Linked DNA regions of Sus scrofa: region 2 is linked to region 1. A link is a contact called in public Hi-C data. All regions are on one chromosome and are shown on one strand. Each heading gives the region's core, a stretch centred on a gene start, on an enhancer-like site or on the middle of the called end of the contact. The rest is flanking DNA. Distances are from core to core; before and after follow the strand shown. Region 1 overlaps ADK (adenosine kinase). Region 2 overlaps KAT6B (histone acetyltransferase KAT6B).

Evidence for each region. Hi-C and Micro-C count contacts between places; a contact is called where the count stands out from the background.
Region 2: a Hi-C map of embryonic fibroblasts shows a contact between it and region 1, with 2.0 times the contacts expected there. The contact joins two enhancer-like sites. A contact is called at or near these places in 2 of 47 Hi-C or Micro-C datasets (embryonic fibroblasts and retroperitoneal adipose tissue).

The regions. Positions count from the first base shown.
Region 1 is chr14:77,092,380-77,097,736 of Sscrofa11.1, reverse strand. The region is part of intron 6 of ADK (adenosine kinase); the gene reads right to left. Among named protein-coding and RNA genes, the nearest start is that of ADK, 260 kb to the right of the region's middle. Within about 2 kb of position 2,201, at least 2 of the 83 cell types and tissues checked have an H3K27ac peak or open chromatin away from gene starts, as enhancers often do. A contact at or near this core is called in embryonic fibroblasts, where this site is marked.
Region 2 is chr14:77,517,984-77,523,370 of Sscrofa11.1, reverse strand. All of the region lies in intron 3 of KAT6B (histone acetyltransferase KAT6B), which reads right to left. Among named protein-coding and RNA genes, the nearest start is that of DUPD1, 120 kb to the left of the region's middle. Within about 2 kb of position 3,555, at least 13 of the 83 cell types and tissues checked have an H3K27ac peak or open chromatin away from gene starts, as enhancers often do. A contact at or near this core is called in embryonic fibroblasts, where this site is marked.

The DNA of each region.
Region 1 (5,357 bases), core at 952-3,451:
CCGGTGTCTTTACAAGAAGAGGGAAATCTGGGCATAGACACACAGAGAACATGTGCGACAATAGAAGCAGAAATTAGAGTTATGCTGCCACAGGCCAAGGAACTTCAAGGACTGCGAGCAACCACTAGACGTATAAGAGAGAGGCATGGAACAGACTCTCCCTCTGTCCCGCCATGATCAAGAATAATCAACACTGCCAACACCTAGATTTTGAACTCCTAAATTCTTGAACTGTGAGAGAATCAATTTCTGTGGTTTTAAGTTTCTGGTAACTGGTTACAGCAGCACTAGGAAACTGCAGAGTGGTAAATAGTGCTAGTTGTGTCATTACTACTTGAATGACTTCACTCCTTTGCCCAACTGGCAAGAGAGCTAGGAAATATATATATTTACATAAACACACACACATACATAAGTATACACACACACACACACACACACACACAAATCACCGATACATAGGAATGTACATATTTACACAGATACCTCTAATCTAATCCACCCCCTCAGTATTTTTTTCTGTCTTCTCCCAGTCTATATTTGTCTGTCCATTTTTCACAGTGAGAATGCAGGCTCCTAACAATATTAGGTCAATTACTCATTTGCTCAGAATAGTTTCAGTATTAGTTTGCCTGTATCAGTAACATAATAAACCTACTAAAAAAGGTTCAGGATTTGTAGGCAATACTTTCCTCCTCTTTTATTCTGTCCCAGCTTAGGATATACAGGCCAATACTATGTTTATAAAGTACTTGAATTAGTCCTATTTCTTTCTTTTTTATCCTTCAGTATATGGAATTTATTTGACTTTTGATAATCAACTAAATTTCATTTGTTTCGGTATGCTTACAGTTTTAGATCCCCTATCCTACTGATACCATTTTCACTTAACCTTCTGAAGAGGTAAGATATTAACGTAATATCAAAATTTGAAACTATACCCCAAAAATAAACTCTAAGAAGTGTTATGCCAATCCACAGCTTGTCTACCACACTTCCCTTTCTGCCACACATAGGCTTCAGATTTTGTTGTTTTCTGCTTTATCATTCCTGCAACATACGCATTTTATTTTCCCTTTTTCTTACAGAAAAGGTAGTATTATTTGCTTTCTTTTTTGTGTCATATTCCCTGGGTATTAATCCACATCTGTTTATATAAAAGCTGCAGAGGGAGTTCCCATTGTGTTTCAGAGAGTTACAAACCCAACTAGTATCCACAGGGATGTGGGTTCGATCCCTGGCCTCGCTCAGTGGGTTAAGGATCTGCTGTTGCCATGAGCTGTGGTGCAGGTCACAGATGCGGCTTGCATCTGGTGTGGCTGTGGCTGTGGCACAGGCCAGCAGCTGCAGCTCTGACTCAACCTCTAGCCTGGGAACTTCCATATGCTGCAGGTGCACCCCCAAAAAACTTCATGGTACTCTATAGTATGTATGTATCATAGTTTTTTCAACCAATCTCCTATGGTCATTTATATAATTTCTAATATTTTCACAATTATAAATGCAGTAATGAATAATCTTAGGAAATTATTTTAATATGCCACAAAGATTGGATTCCTGGATTAAATTAATTCCTATCTGCCTCCATACTCACTGTCATGTGTAACTCGGTACGGGGGTATTGCTGAAAAATACTTAACAACATGAATGAACCTTCACTAAATATTAAGAAACAAAAACCATATTATAAAATAGTAGATACAGTATGATGAAAATTATATACAAACTCTAAGGGACACATGTATGCACAAAAAGTAAATGTGCAATAAGATAATAGGTGATTTGAATACTCTATAATCTTTTATGTCTCAAATTTAATGTAATCATCATGTACTATGTTTAAAATACAAAAATAAAAACAATAAATCATATTTGCAAACAGGAAGGAGTTCTTTTTTGGCAGTAAAATGACTTAGGTACCATAACAGCACTTTTGCTGAAAACAACAAATGATTTTTTTTAAAAAACAATCTTTTTTGGTTTGAAATACATTGCTTGGTTGACACAGAATATTTTAGAAGGCTAAAACAAAGTAAAAATGGAAATCCATGGAAGTAAGCAAACACTCAAATGTCTTTCATTCTGGGGATATGCCAAATTCTATGAATTGAATTTTAGTTTTCACAGCCATGTACAGAGCTGGCAGAGGTACACTGGAAACAGCTACTGAAAGCTAACTACACATATCTTTCCCCAAATTCATGTTCAATGACTTCACATTGGTAGCCTGAAATGAGTCATAGTATAAAACTGGCAAATATTATAAATCAGGACTTTTTTTTCCTTTAGAAAGCAAGTTTTAAAGTATTTATCAGCACACTACTGAGCCTAAGGTTTAGGAGAAAAATCCTACATATATTGAAGATAGGGAGTCTATAGAGATCTCCATATAAAGCTGGAACTCTAAAGAGTTGCACACTTAGTATAAGAGTAAAACAGAAGTATGCTTATCCCAAAGACAGAATTAGCAAGGAAATTTGCCTGATTCAAACTTGATGCTGGGTGGAGGTAAAAATATTTTCCCTGAAAATTTAACCACAAGCCCATTCTCATGAAAGTTTATGGGTCTAGAACTCATGCTACCTATGCAGCTCACAAAGCTTTAAGCCTAAAATTAATTTGAATGTGTTCCCAGGTTGACAGTATCCCCAGACTTTTGGCAGATTCCCATGCAAATCCTCTCTTTGGAAACACATCTTCATCTCAGCCTCGAAATTACTGCAAATAATGAATATGAGCTCACACACAAAACATAAGGGGGCTGAGTAAGAGCCAGAAGAAACAACAGACAACAAAATCAGAACTTCGAAAGTTTTAACTATTAGGCTAGGCACAAAACAGAAAATAAGTTTAATATATTTAAAGAAAAGATTATAATTTGGAGAAAGGAATCAGAGATTATCAAAAAGATGAAACAAGAAACAGATTTGAAAGAAATGAAAAAGTAATGGATATTAAAATTCAATAGGCTGGCAAAATAGAATATTAGACATTGCTGAAGACACAATTAGAAACATCAGAAAGGCAATAGTAACCTTTTGGATGGAGAAAGATATGGGATTATGAGGATGACACAGAGATTCAAAGATACTGATAATGTTCTGTTTCTTTTTAAAAATGTCTTTTGCTTTTTAGGGCCTCACCTGCAGTATGTGGAAATTCCCAGGCTAGGGGTAGAATTGGAGCTGCAGCAGCCGGACTATGTCATAGTCACAGCTACATGGGGTCCAAGCCATGTCTGCCATCTACACCACAGCTTGTGTCAACGCCGGATCCTTAACCCAATCAACAAGGCCAGGGATGAACCTGTATCTTCACGGACACAAGTTGGGTTTGTAACCCACTGAGCCATGACAAACTTCCCTGTTCTGTTTCTTAAGATGGGTGGTGAGTACAAATATTTCAACTTTTGAGTAAAGTTTTATTTGGAAATAATTTATAGAAAATCTCCACACATAATAGAGTTCCCATATGCCCTTCACCCAACCATGAGGTTGCGGGTTTGATCCCTGGCCTCGCTCAGTGGGTTAAGGATCCGGTGTTGCCGTGAGCTGTGGTGCAGGTTGCAGACGCAGCTTGGATGCCACGTTGCTGTGGCTCTGGTGCAGGCCAGCAGTTACAGCTCTGATTAGACTCCTAGCCTGGGAACCTCCATATGCTGCGGGAGCAGCCCCAGAAAAGGCAAAAAGACAAGCACGCACACAAAATAGTTTACTAGAGAGATATTAAAAGACCACAACTACAGTGAAGGGACAATAAACAAGAAAACTATCTTAGAGACTTATTAAATTTGCTGTATCAATCATATAACCTCTGATCTTAATTTATGTGTTGATAACTACATGGTATCACAGATCCAAAGTATTCAATTTCAGAAGGACAACATCTCAAGTAGGTTGACAGATAAGAATAATAAGTCTTCAGCTTACTTATTTGTACTCTCTCTTAAAAAAAAAAAAAGAGTTATGGAAGTTTCCCATTTTATTTATATTTGAGTAGTGCGTTAAGCCAGCACGGATTTAACAAACAATTTGCGAATCATGTCTCCAAAGGCAGTGTCATCTGGGAGGTGGTTAACTATATAGGTCTAGCAGCACAATCCACTTGCTAGCAGTATCATCATCAGATAAGGACTTTGAGTTTAGATTTCTCCCCCTGGTGGTAGTGTCTGTGTTGGTGATGTTTTAAATAATATTTGGGTAGTAATGTTTACAGCTGCTACAGTCAATTATAGGTAGGCAATTTTGGGATAGAAGTAGATTTAAATAAAATAGAAGCAGATCTCAAAACTCTTCTAAAGGAAGCACTTGCCTCCCAGAGTTCCTCTTTTTTTTTCCAAAATGCAATTACAATCATTACATCATTGTAAATTACATGCTGGGGTTATCTCAGTAGGTATCTGCCAAATGTAAAACTTACAGAAGGTCTTCAATGTAATAATGATGTTTTATCATTTTAATTACAAACTCTTTAAAAAACTCCCTAAAGTGTACCAAGTGGGGTGGTCTAAATTAACAGTATCTTAGTAGCCCAAGGGTAGTAAAAATAGATTGAACTACCAAATTTCATCATACTTATAGCAGCTGTCTTCCTGCCTCTAGGAAGCTAAGTATTTAACAAAGCAGACAGCTTGGCATTGGCATCTGATTAGCAGTGTGTGTATTGTCAGATAGAATGTGCTTGGCTCTTTTGTTCCAGGGTTTGATTAGAAATCTGGAGAGCAGTGGCATCATATAACTTTATTCTTAAGGCTTCTGAAAGGTAAATAAACTGTGATGCTTCTTCTGATATTGTATATGAAAGACAATGCTTTTATGGTAATAAACTTTATCAAATCTTAGAAAATTTAAATAATAGAATTCCTTTTTGGGAGGGATAACTACACCAAAGATTTATTGAAACAATCTTAAAATCACTTTAGTTAAATGTTTTATATATTAAAAACAGTTTTACAACTGGGTGTTGGAAAGCATCTTGAGACCTATAATTAAATACTGTTGGTCAGGAGGAAGAATGGTCATTTTAGAGCACATAAATACAGGATTCTATTCCTCAAATTATCAACAGTCTAAATGAAGATTCATAAAAAATTATTTAAATGCATATGAATATCTTATCAGAAAAATAACACTTTCTTGTTAATAAGATTGTTTCGATGTAGATAGTCAAACATTAAGCGATAAAAAAGTGACTCTCATTACCTTCTCCCCACAAATTTCTTTGAAAATTTATTACAAATGATTGTGCTTTATTGGCAGAGTTCAAAATCAGTAGAGTCCCCGCAAACAATCTACTTCAATGAGAAGTACATTCTTTTACTCTATCAAATCCATCGGAGGTAATCAGACTGGATGTTT
Region 2 (5,387 bases), core at 2,306-4,805, 420 kb before region 1:
TTTCACAGGTACGTCAAAGGCCTTGCTAGGGTCACATAACTACTAAGAGAGAGGAAACCCAGCCTGCTGACTCTAAGCTCCTCGCTCTTTGGCTTCCCATGGCTGGTCCCTCATTTCCTTTTGAGCTTGATTCGGGTATCACCTCATCAGAAAGGCTATGCCTGACCATTCTCTCTAAAACTGAACTCTGCCAGCACCGCTCTGGATCATCCATGCCTTGCTTGATTTTTCTACATAGCACTCATCATTATTAACATATGATATATCATTTGTCTATTTTGTTTCACTTTCTGAACATCAAGAGGGCAGCTCCAGCCTCAAAGTACACTTGTGGAATAAATGAATGAACAAATGGACAAACGGCTTTCAGACTCAAAACTGGTTCCTCCAGTTCAACAGGTCCCAAAATACTGACTACTGTTCTTTATTTTAGTGTACATTTTTATTTTTCTTTCTTTCTTTTTTTTCCTAGGGCCACATATGGAAGTTCCCATTCCCAGGCTGGGGGTCAAATCGGAGCCTTAGTGGCCAGGCTAAGGGGGATCCGAGCTGAGTCTGCAACATACACCACAGCTCGTGGCAACGCCAGATCCTTAACCTACTGAGCAAGGCCAAGAATCAAACTGAATCCTCATGGATACTAGGTGGGTTCATTACCACTGAGCCACAATGGGAACTCCCTAATGTACATTTTTAATGACTTCAATATGAAGCAACCATCAATGGCAAGGTGGGTTCCATCATGGTCTCATGTGAATGCTTTTTTCCTACTCTGACCATTTATAATGAATGACACTTACATCTGGACATAATTGTACTTCCCCAGATATAATCTGTCAGGATAGAACCAAAATCTTAAAATCAGCTGGCAGGAAAAGTACCTCATCACTACCAGAAGTATTAACTATTAGGGCTCACTCACTAAGAGCCACCATAGGTTATAGGTAAGACAGATTTTGGACCATGCCTGGTTGCCAGGACCTAATTGTGATTCCCCCACTCCCACTTTCCCTCTCAAGGAATAACACAAGTTTTAAAAAAAGAAGTCAATACACTGCAGTGAAGAGTAACACAATTAAAACAAAAGCATTAATCTGTTCAACTTATTTTTTAAAAAAATTTATAAACTTTGTGTGCTTGCTTATTGGTAATTCATTATTTTCACAAACAAGAGAAGTTGAAACTGTTCATGTTGTTTTTAGGGAACATATTAAGATTTTTTTTTGCCACTTCAGCACTCTACTTGACACTTATCTAATAAGGAGTTAGACTTCATTTCTCTCCACTTAACCCACTTGTTCATCTGATATCTGTCTGAACAGATCAAGCCCACTCCTAATTAGGATATAGATCATGCTCACTCAGGATTTTCCTCTACAGCAATCTGCTTAAGATGTGGTCTTGGGAAATATACGAACTCTGAAGGGAGAGTCTTCCTGTGATCATCTAAATCATCTTATTTTTTTAAGAGCATTAGCTTGTCCCTGTCGGCATGTGCTGTAACAGTGGTCAGTGCAGCCATCCCTTTGCAAGAAGGTCTGGTGACCAGCACAGCCTCACGGCAGCAGCGAGGCTCCTGCAGACCCTCCGGGCACAACAGCGCTCTATTCACAACACGCCCACCGCCATTTTCTCTATACTCATGTACCCTTCTGTTTTATTCTAAGGCTACTCGTGCAATTCTGTCGTGAATTTTGACCTAAAGAGATGTCTAAATAATTTCTTCCAGAAGATAATTGGAGATACACTTATTGCAAGACTTTTCATAGGCAACAATTTTACCACAATTTTCCTCTCGCTATACAGATTTTGATTGTATCACCTCCCCTGCTCATTATACTTCTCTGTGGGTAATTGGTTCTGCGAGGGAGCACTACATCATCCCCACTGGCTCTGGATTGAGTTTCTGTATTACTCAGGGCAAAAGGATTTATTATTGCTAATGTATGGAGATCTTGAATGTGACTGCTGTATTTTACCTCCCTGTCACAGCCAAGAGGGTTCTCTGTATTTTAAGAGTTGACAACAAGTAAATTAAATCTAATAAAATAAAAATATTTAAAAGCATCCCTACACATACCCATAAACACATCCCCTCTTTTTTTTCCATTTAAAGAATCGCTTGGAAACAAAAATAATATCAATGACCACATACGGGGAAATTCCTACAATCAAAGGCTGATTCAGAAGCATAAAATAATAAAAGCTTAGCCACAGAGGAATAAGAAGAGAAGGGAAGAGTTTCTAAGAACATGAGTCACAATAGTTATCAATTGTGTGGAGCTAATTGAAATGCTCACGCTGTATCCTGTAGTCTAGAACGTGTTCTAATTAGGCAGGTGTGCCATTTATATGAGTGCTGATTAAGGAAAGTGATTCTATTGGAAGGAAACAAATCTAATCCTGCACACTGCATTTAACAAAAGCATCTCATCTGTTCTTTTTGGGGGGGTGAGCTGGGTAAGAGATGAGGCCTAAAAATTGGGGCGGGCCGGGTAGGACACAAAACAATTGCCTTCCCCAGAGTCTTTAATTCTGTATCTAGACAGAGACTTGGCTTTTAAGATTTCATCTGAAAATCTCTCCTACACCCCCACCATTAGAAACTGCAGATACTGCATTTATCTTAAGACAGATCAAAGTCTGATTCAACACAGCTGGAAATTCAACACATGGTTATAGGAAGTCAGCTTAGGATTTACAAACTATTCTCTTCAGCAAGTATGTCACAATAGTAGTAATATAATATCAACTCTACCCTAGATTTTGAAAAATGGAATTTTAAAATCAATGCATAGTCAGGTATCACAAATCTTTAACAATTTTTTTCCTAGACTTTTTAAAGAGAACTTTTGCGTTCACAGCAAAATTGAGGAAGGCACAGAAATTTCCCATATGCCCCCTGCCCCCACACATACATGGCCTCTCCCATATCAACATCCCATACATTTGTTAAAACTGATAAGCCTAAACTGACATGTTATTATCAGCATTAGAGTTCTCTTTTGGTATTGTATGTTCTATGGGTTTGGACAAATTTATGATGACATGTATCTACCAATATAGTTTTGTACAGAGTATTTTCACTGACCTAAAATATCCTCTTGCTCTGGCTAGTCATCTCTCCCTCCCTACTCTAAGCCCTGGTAACCACTTCTTTTTTTTTTTTTTAAACTGTATCCATAGTTTTGCCTTTTCCAGAATGTCATACAGTTGGACTCATACAGCTGGCGTCCTCAGTTGCCCCAAGGCATCTGTTTTCGTCTAGATGTGGTACATAAAATGGAATCTAGGCATGATGTGAACGTAAATATTCTCATTAACCAATTCCATCAAGAGAAACCTGCATTAACTGCTCAGAGACACAGGCAACTGAATTGATTGTAATCGGAAACAAGGAAGTAGAATGAAGAGATGAGACATGGGTTGATGGATAGTAACAAGCTAGAAAAGTCACACGGTAGTTAGTCACTTTCTCAGTAATATTATCATCACCACCTCCACCCCCTGCAACAATGTTCTACATTCTCGAGATTTATCAGGCAGTTGAGGTGTTATGTGTCATGCAACAAGTTACTAATACTCAGCACTCAAGTATGCCAAGTAGAATATAACTGGTACTCCAAGTGCTTGTCCTCACAGAACCAATAAAAGCAGTGCAATTCCACTATCAATTCTCAATTGCCCTCTGGGCACATTAAACCATCTGGTTACTGACTTTCTGTGCCCTTGACTTTTCTGCTTTTGTTTCCTTCACTTTCAGGCAAACTTTGACCCTTTCATTACATTAGTCATGAACAGCAGGAAAGGAGAATTGCTATGATAATTACTACCTGAATGTCAAGAGTTCTGACCTTGTTGTTTGGAATCTGCCCTAAATCTCTTTGTGGTGGAGGTTCTAGATCTACTAATGCTTTAGGCCAGACACCAACCCAGCCCCTACATGAATACTATCAGTGACAGTCTGCTCTCTGGTCCTCTAGCCCCACTTGTAGGCTGTGTGGGAAGGAAGGAAGGGCACAGAACATAAGCCCCTCCCCTGTCAATGCAAACTACAGCAAGGCCAGGAAGAGAAATACCAGAGTGACAGGCCTTCTCCCTGGGGCAAGGGTTTTTGGGCTCAATTCCCTAGAACTTTAAGAGTCTACAGAAACCTACTAAAGGATATACAGTAGGTGGAAGAAAGCTCTTTATTTTTATGCAATTAATTTATTTGCATATTTTAAGTCAAAGTTTAGCACACTGTGAGCTCTTTGAAGGAGATCCTTGTTTGGTTATCTTAATTATCACACAGAATGAAGAATTACATACCCTAATTATTTGATAAATATTTGTTGAATACATAAATGTAACATTATTTCTCATATTTGGTATTTTCTCATCATTTTCTAAATTACATTTTTATTTTAGTATATAAATGGTAAAGAAATAATAGAGCAGCACATGGTATGAGAGAAAATAAACACTTGAAATGTTTGCCCATTTAGAACCTTCACATCACATCTACCCGTTTACATTTTGTGAATTGTAAAAATATACTTAAAGTGCACCATTTTAACCCCCGTCAAGTGTAGAGTTCAGTGTCAGGTGCATTCACAATGTTGTACAACTGAGTTTAGGTATATTTTACATATAAAAAAATGTGTACTTCATAGAGTTTGAAAACACACATATACTCACATAACCCCCATCACTATCAAGATAGAGACTACTCGTTAACCCCAGACAGTTCTCTCCTGCCCCTTCCCACACAAATCCTCCCAACGCTCCGTTCCAAGCAACCACTATTCTGATTCCTACCCCCACAGTTTGATTTGGTCTGTCCTAAAACTTCACATAAATGGAGTCAGACATGGAATTCTTTTGTGTAGGGCTTCTTTTACTCACTCTATTGTCATCGTCATTCATACTGTCACATGTATCAGCAATTCATTTCTTTTTATTATTGAGTAATATTTTATTGTAAAATACACACAAAAAAATTGTGTATTCTCCCTACAGTTGATCAGGACTTAAGTGTTTTTCAGTTTAGGGACAAAATGAGTAAAGCTGATATGAACATTCTTGTAAAAGTACTTTTGTGGATAAGTTATAAACATTCTTCTGCACGCATTTTTGTGGATAGGTGTTTTCATTTCTTTTGAGTAAATACCTAAGACTGGAACTACAGGGTCATGAGGTAGGTAGATGTTTAACTTTATTATTAGAAAGCTTTAGTTTGATTAAGAAAAAGAAAAATGCTAATTACCAGTATCAGGAAGTAATAAGCAAGGGACAGATATCACTACAAATCTTGAAGACATTAAAATGATGTCAATAAATTAGACAACTTAGAAAAATGGACAACTTCACTGATAGACCAAACCAACAAAAATTAACACAAAAGG